2 separate regions of the Zea mays genome follow, and region 2 is linked to region 1. Evidence: chromatin contacts called from public ChIA-PET data. All regions are on one chromosome and are shown on one strand. The core of a region is the stretch at or near the end of the contact, and the rest is flanking DNA. Distances in the headings are between cores, read along the strand shown.

The links. ChIA-PET counts read pairs in DNA pulled down with a chosen protein or histone mark.
Region 2: a contact with region 1 is called in an RNA polymerase II ChIA-PET map of seedling, with 5 times the contacts expected there. The contact joins the promoter of LOC103652457 here to the promoter of LOC100192985 in region 1. A contact is called at or near these places in 20 of 25 Hi-C or Micro-C datasets (bundle sheath, ear, endosperm and 6 more) and 2 of 3 datasets of contacts at active chromatin or transcription factors (leaf and seedling).

Annotation. Positions count from the first base shown.
Region 1 is chr3:196,850,035-196,854,086 of Zm-B73-REFERENCE-NAM-5.0, forward strand. It overlaps LOC100192985 (Transducin/WD40 repeat-like superfamily protein), which reads left to right and starts at 2,315. Exons shown (of 12, transcript NM_001366982.1): 1 at 2,315-2,647; 2 at 2,760-2,854; 3 at 3,135-3,201; 4 at 3,423-3,567; 5 at 3,681-3,818. The coding sequence starts at 2,444. It overlaps LOC100274120 (Purple acid phosphatase 10), which reads left to right. Exons shown (of 8, transcript NM_001148498.1): 8 at 1-112.
Region 2 is chr3:197,006,917-197,010,968 of Zm-B73-REFERENCE-NAM-5.0, forward strand. It overlaps LOC103652457 (TNF receptor-associated factor homolog 1a), which reads left to right and starts at 1,708. Exons shown (of 14, transcript XM_020550449.3): 1 at 1,708-2,013; 2 at 2,768-2,980; 3 at 4,006-4,052.

The sequences.
Region 1 (4,052 bases), core at 1,065-3,564:
CTCTGCACTTCTTAGGCTGAGTCCAGGGCACAGCCTCTCTCTCGCCCCTGCTGCTCCAGTGCACAGGCTGTAGCAGACTACAACTTCAGGCTATAGTCACGTCAGCTTTTCTATTTCAGAATTAAGTAATTTACGCGGATTTATTTCAACGCTCAGAAAACACACAACATAATATTTTTTATTGAATTAAAAAATACAAAGTACATAATAATTAAAATAAAATGATATGATAATTAAAATAAAATTACATAACTCTAATCGGACTCCTCGATCTCATCCTCATCTTCCTCATGTTCACGTTCCGCTTCCGGTTCCTCTTCTTCGTCATCTAGCAGACCAAGTTCTTTTTCGTCCACCGTAAAAAAGGGGAGTTTGGAATGAGATGGAATGGTGTGTGGAATGAGCTCCACTCGGGTAGGGGTATATATAGAGGGATTGTGGATGAAATTTGTGATTTTTTGCATTTTTTCGAATTTTTTGGACTCCAAACGGTCAAAAACGGCTAGTTGCAACGGCTAGCACACGTAGACCAATCAGATCGCGACACGTGCACCAATCAGATCGGGCCATGTCGCTCTCGCCCGCGCTCTTGCCCCGCTAGTGCCTCGCCTCCCTCTCGCCCGCCTCTTGCCCGGACGGGCGCTCCAGCGCGGGTGAGAGCGAGGCGATACCGCCCGCTCTCGCCGGGCGCGAGCGCCATCGCCCGGCGCCGGCCTCTCACCCGCACTGCCACCAGCCTTATAGCTCTCCTTTGTCGTTGCTCGTGCTCTCTTGGAGAGATAAAAAAACGTGTGAAGAGTAAAACGGAGTGTCTCTATTCTGATTGGGTAAAGAATTCACGTTCACAGCATACGTTGCCGGTCGCATGTCGATGTGGTGTGTAAATGAACTAATTGCCTGTGTACCATTAAAATTTATTTTCATCCCTTGTGTGTCATGGAGTGGTATATAAGAATTTTTTTTTATGTATGATATGTGATACCAGTGACACGTAAGGGACGAAAATAATTTCCGATGGCATACAGACAATTGCCCTGTGTAAATTACTAAGCAACGTGTACTAGTCGTCTAGGTGCTGCTTATTGGTCAATAATACCGTTTCATCTTCTCCGGAAAAAAACGTCTCCTTGCCAAAAAAAAATGCCCTGCTTTCGCAGCATTGCAAGTTGCAGCGTTAATCTGAGGGAATTCTGGCTGTGTTCACTTCTAGCTCGAAGATCGTAAAATCCTCAAAACATCTCCATTTAATTATATTAATATAGTAGAGTCTGATTCAGCCTTTTGAACAAGTTGCTGGAATTGAAAGACATACTCAAACTTCATCAATACCGGACAATATGCACCATATATTTCTTAAAACCATAAAAATACTCCAATTCACCATTTTAAAGTGCTCTGTTGAGCGTTGTTTTGCTGACATGGTACTTGCCTATCATTCAATCTATCTTTCTCTTACATAAAACACCACCTTTTCATATAAAGTTGTGTGCCCTTTATCAAAGATGTAGAACTTGATATAAACCATAACTTTATAGCTGACAACATTTTCATATAATATTTTTAAGGCTAAGCTATTTGTTTAAGTTACTGTATTTTAAATTTATTTATTGAAATGTTTAAATGAACTTGGATATTGACATATATACTAAAGTTGTAGTTCCAAATAAAACCTATAATTTTGTAGTTGATTTTTTATGTAATATCATTTAGAAGCAAAATTTAATGTGGTTCTCTAATTTTGATTTTATTTTTAAATGACCCCAAAATTTGATGTGGTACACACCAAAGTTATAGTTCTCAACATGATCTATAATTTTATAGTTGTAATTTTTTTAATTTGAAATCATTTATAGGTCATTTTATTGTCGTTTGAAAGTTCAAATAAATTAAAATTCAAAGTATTATAATTTAAAATAAAAATTTGGGCCTCTAAACAATCCTAGTTAAATATTATCAACTATAAAGTTGTATAACATATTGAGAGTTACAATTTTAATATCGACCACATTAACATCTGAGTTCATTTACATTATTTTTAAAGTTGGATTTTAAAATTAGAGGACAAAACAAATATCTAAGCCTAAAAAACTATTTTTTTAAAAAAAATGTCAACTACAAAATTATATGTTTTACGTGGAACTACAATTTAAATATAGGTTATGCCAACATAAGTTGGAAATTTCAAATTATAAAATTTTATTTACATATAATAATATTGTATTACTCATTAAATTAAAAGTATGAATGTTGTTAATATATTTTTTATACGAAATCAGAACCATAGAGTACAGGTCAAACAAACAAACCACTTCTTGCCAGCAGACCCCTGTACGACGCCCGAAGTGGCCGATTCCCTGAGATCCCAAGCACCCGCCCGGCCTCGTCCCTGATCTCCCCGGGGCGCGCGCGGGCGACACGCCACGCGGCCGGCGAGACGGAGGAGATGGCTGCCGCCGACTCGGCCACGGCCTCTTCCTCCTCCCCCCCGGAGTGTCCCGCTGCCCCTTCCATTCCGACGGACCCTGACTTCCTCAGCTGCGTCCTGCAGCCACCGACCTCCTCCTCGTCCCGCCCCGACGCCGATTACGCTACCCTCCGCCGCCTCCTTCTCCGCCGCAAGCCCCCCTCCGCCCTTCAGCACCGAATGGTATGTAGGCGTACCCCCCGCTTCTTAGATCCCCCTCGTTCATATTGCATTTAGCTTTGGGGAATGGATGAATCCGACTCATTGGTGTTCGTGGGAGGCGTTCCTGGGGCAGGAGTGGCGGTGCAATGACAACGGCTATGTCGCCTACCGCAACTTTCTCCTCCGGCGCATCGACGGCGGCAGCGCCCAGAGCACGCCCAGCAACAGGTTGGTGCGCCTTAGATCTTTTTTTTCCGTGTGTCGTTGCCTGCGGTCAACAAAATGAGACCAATGTTGCTGTGTTCGCGTATCTTGCTCTAATTGCGTTGTTAGTTTGTTGGCCATGCTTGTTCACTGACAGTATTTGCTCTCAACCTTAAAACTTTTGAATACATAGTGTGACTGAACAGTTAAGGTGAAATGTAAGGCCTAGTGTAATCAAACTTGTGCATAACATTCGACACATAGCTATCATGTGATAGTTATTATAACATCTGTAATTGATCAGTGGAAGGTGGGCTCCCTCTCCGGTACATGCTATACTCTCCGAGGCAGACAGCTGGAATTATATGCGGGTATGTTTCATCTTATCTCTCTCTCTCTCTCTCTCTCTGTGTGTGTGTGTGTGTGTGTGTGTGTGTGTGTGTGTTACCTCATACTTTCAAGTTTCATTTTTTAGATCGTGCGTAGAGGATTTTGTGGATAATTTTACACAGGAGACTGATGCATAAAGAAAATTTTATGCAAGAGATACTTTCATGCCACTTTAAACTTTTGTGTAACATGTTTGATGCAGGACTTGAGAAGTAACAGCGGAGTGTTAAACCAGGCCATAAGTATTGGCTCAAAGCAGAGCGATACTGAGCGGCATGTCAGATTTGCCGAGCCTGCATACTCATTTGTTGGAGTGCACTGCATCTTTGACAACTGCAAAGCCTCAGGTTTTTTTATGGACCCATGGTCATGCCATGTGTTTCTTCTCTTTCAGCGATCAAGTATTTTTATCTGTTTGATTTGGTTAGTACTCATTATTGACTGATTTTATTCTTGGCAGTTACTATACTGAAATTTGGCCGTGCAAATTCTGATCTGCTTGCATATGGTGCGGCAGATGGCAGCTTGATGGTCTGCCAGGTTTCTGAGCCACCATCTGTTCTTCAAAAAATGATAGGGCATTCTAAAAATATCACAGGTTAGACCACACATAATTTTACTAGTAAAGCTATCTTGTATCTGCCTTCATTTGTTACAATGTAAGTCAACAAAGGATTGCTACATATTACCAAGATTTTCCTCCTATTTCAGGAAAAAATGCTAGTTTTGTTAAAATTGATTTCCCAGTATCAATAATACATATTATTCTGGTCATGAGGAAACCCATGTATTGCTGAGCATATTTTTTCTGGAACGCCGAGCATATAAGTTG
Region 2 (4,052 bases), core at 458-2,957, 160 kb after region 1:
CTGCTTTCTGTCCAACAGCTAGTTTGGGGGTTGGGGCTATAAATACCATCCAACCGGCCATTCTCTAGTGTGGGAGCCCAAGAAACATACCAAGGCATATTGTAGACATTTCCAAGTGCTCAAACACCCAAGTGCTTAATATAATCACTCGGTGATTAGCGTAGGTGCTTTACGAAGTGCTTAGGTTAGTTAGACCACATTAGCGCTTGCTCTGGGTAAATCCTAGTTAGTTGAGTGAGTTTAGACAAACCACACAACCCCTCGGCTCTTGCGCGAGCCGTTGTAATTGTACCGAGTGGGGCAAGAGTCTTGCGAGACCGTGACAACCGCGTTTGTGTCACGGTCGCCACCGTGTACCAAAGGGAACGAGGCCCGCGACGTTTTCGGCCGGAAGCTCGATAGTGGAGACGACGGGGAGCGTCCGAGAGGAGCCGGAACCGGAGCACCACTTGCGCGTGGAGAAGGCCCGCGACTCTCTATGGAGTTACTCGACCGAGATGCTTGGCCCTCGCGTGGGCTTCCCTTTGCGTAGGGGCACCAACGAGGATTAGTAGGGATCTTGCGTGGTTCTGGATACCTCGGTAAAAATACCGGCGTCATCCACGAGAGTTTGTATATCTACCTTGTTATTTAAGCTTCCGCATTTATATTAAACATTTAAGTTTCAATCTTGTCTTTATACTTATATAGTGTAGATTGAAACTTAGCCATTGCGGTAGAGATAGCAACACTTAGACAAAACCTAGTTTACATATTTTAGTTTTATTATTTGCATAGATTTTGCTCTAGGGATTTATTTGTGGCCAAGTTTAGTGAAAGTTTTAGAAGTCCTAATTCACTCCCTCTTAGGCGTCACCCGTTTCCTACAGTGGGGCATTGGAAAAGAAAAAAGCAACTAGTTCTGTTAGAGGCGACTGCTACTTGTTGGTCGCTATGGCTTTACATAAATAGTCTTGGTATTTGATAAAAAAACATAACTTATCTCCTTTGCTGGTTGTCTTCAAAATGTTCGTTGGCTCCGTTCATGGGCTATTTTGCAGCGACCAACTTCATAGGACATTGTTGTTGTGGCATCTCATCACTTGATGCTAGTGGCTAAGTTTTTTTTATCCAGGCACATGAGTGGCAGTCTAGCCTTAGAATCGATTGTCATTAGTGCTTGAGTTCTACCATGCGGTCTTTTCCTTTTTTTAGGTTGTGTGCATCCGTTATGCAGAGGCCAGAAGTGTGTTTTTTTCAAGACTTTATATCACCTCGATGTATAGACTTGAAAATTCAATAAAGCTTTCTGTATTGAAAAAAGATTAGGTGCCTAACGGACATTGGTTATTCTGGAAAATTATTTTCCAACATAACAAAAAAAATCTTTTTTACGTTTTAATTTAAGTAAGAAGCTGGTGTTTTTTTCGTGAGGGTGAGCATCTCTAAGATTACATTTTCATAAAGATTACACTCTATATGTAGCATCTCACACCAACAAACTATTTATTTAATTTGACTACTCAGGTGGCTTGCCAAATTTGGCTAGTGAGAAAACCAATTTAAAGAGTCGTATAGTCGAGTCAGATAGGTAGTCTATTGAAGAGCTATTTTGCTGTTGAATTGTCAAAATTTGGCTTACCGAGTCATTTGTGATTTGTCTAGTTTCTTTGAGATGTTCTAAGCCCTATATCTACATATACTTTCCTTAAGTGAGCATAATATAGATTTTTTGATTTTTTTTGATTCGAGGCACGAGAAAGTCTACGTACGTACGCCGCTCCCTCCTGCTGCAGACCTGCAGGCTGCAGTAGTTCCCAACGGGTTCGCGCATTCGGCGGCAGCAAGCTGGCCGCGCCAAGAAGAAACACATCACACCCTAAGTTCCTAATCCAAATACTATACTCTCTCTCTCTCTCTCTCTCTCTCTCTCTCTCTCTCTCTCTCTCTCTCTCCTGTCTGCTCGCTTTCTTCTCGCGCGGTGCGGGAGAACCGGAGAACCGCCGCCTCAGCTCCGTCTCGCCGTGGACGCAGGTATAGCTCTCCTCCATAGGCTTCACAGGTGTAGACCTAGGCTACCAACACATCGCGGCGCAGCCGAGCGGCTCTAGGCCGCCGGTCCCTCTCCTCTCTCTGAGGGATCCTACGCCTGCCGCAGCTCAGTCCGCCGCCGCCTCCGTAGCGCCGCTCCCTTATCGTGCTAGCGGTGTGGATATCCATGCCGGCGCGGATTTGAAAGTAATCCTAAGCTTGTTCGGATGAGTTGGTTCCATCTTCAATCGAATCTTCGTATCCTCCCCGCAATGGCCCAATCTCCATTCAGTTTGCTGTGGATTGATGTGTTGCTGCGTGGTGGCCTACCAATCCAATCCATCATTGCCAATCAGTGGATTTGGTTAAATTCAACATTAGTTGCCCCCTTAGCACCATATGACTTCTCGTTGCCAAAGTAAGTGCTAGTGTAGTTTGGTTCCAAATAGGGTTTCCTGTGGAACCTTTATGCCCCACACCAAGTCCATCCCTGGCTGGAGTAACTTTAGCTTTATTCTCTACCTATTTTATTCCTGTAAAAATCATTGGGGTTGCATATGAAACACAAGGTCCTTTATTAGCTTTGTAGTAATTCCTATGCCACGTTTATCGGATGTTGTTGCTTAATTGCAATTCTGGAGCTGATTTAGTGTGAATTTTGAGAGGTCATCACTCATCATACATTTGAATCTGTTGATTTCAAATGGTAACTATACTATATTTAGTGTGAGTTTGTCCTTGTTATTTCTATATGCAGCTGTGACTTAAGGCAATTATTGGAATATCGAGGATTTGCTGATGGCTGGCACTATCATAATGGATGATTCTGCTGCAAGCACCAGTGGTTTGGGGGATCACAATGTCTCTGCTGATTCCCTTTCTGAGTGGCGCTCCTGCGAACATGTTGATAATGGGATCCCTTCAACATCCCCTCCCTTTTGGGACACCGATAGTGAAGACGATGATCCTGGTGCGTGATACCGGCCTTTGAGTTTTCAGATGTTACCCGTTGCTGGTATTATAACATATTAAACCACACAAAATAGAATATCATCACCATGTCAAAGAAAACAGGTTACCTTCTCTGGACTGCAGTCTATACTGGTCGGTTATGATGCATAGATTCAGAGCTGTCAGAATATGGCTGGAATCTGTAATTGTGGTACAGTGTCACATGGGCATAGATTTGAACCTCTGAACTGAAACGCTTAGTTTCTTGAATTTGTTTGAAGAAAGCATAAACAAACATCATGGTTTACTTTTGTTTGCAAATTGTTCCTATGCTCTACGTCTAATGTCAAGAGTTTATCAGTATAATACATTCTTCCCGTTGAATATTGCCCTTTGTGTTTTTATACTGTCCCGATCTCAAGGGTTGTCTCTGGACTAAAATAACTAGGTTACCTATCCTAACCTAGCTAGGTTAACTTGGCCTATTTTCTGCATCTTGCAGGAAGTATAGTTTGTATAAAGTACTGTTTGCCCTTTTTGTGGGTCAGCTTAATCTTGGATTATGAGTATTATAACACTTCAACCTTGATTTAGTTAACTCTTTTGAATCCACAGTTTTTGTGTGGTTAAACATCTAACTCGCTTGTAACCCTGAATCAAACACAAACTTAAATTTTGAAATATTTGATACTAGAACTTCAGATGGCAGAACAGGAAAGTTGCTGGCAAACCCTAAATGCTTAACTCTGTTCACTCCACTTTAATTGGAGGTTTTCTCATGTTACATCTTGAAATAGTGCACACTAGCAATTCTATAAGAGCTGATAAGTCAGATGGTAAATTAACTACTCAGCACTCTGTTAGTTTAACATTAGACTTGCATATTGCTGGTGCTTCTAAAGATGGCCGTTCTCTTGGTTAAACACTGATACTGAATGCCCTAGAAATGATGATGCGAAGTATATATTTTATATTACTTTGTTACCTTTATGTCTGAGAGGTTTGCAAGTTACTGAAATATTATTTCGTAATTGATTAGTGCAGGCCAAAACCTTGATGTGGCTGCTCATTATGCTATGGGATTTGGTTTG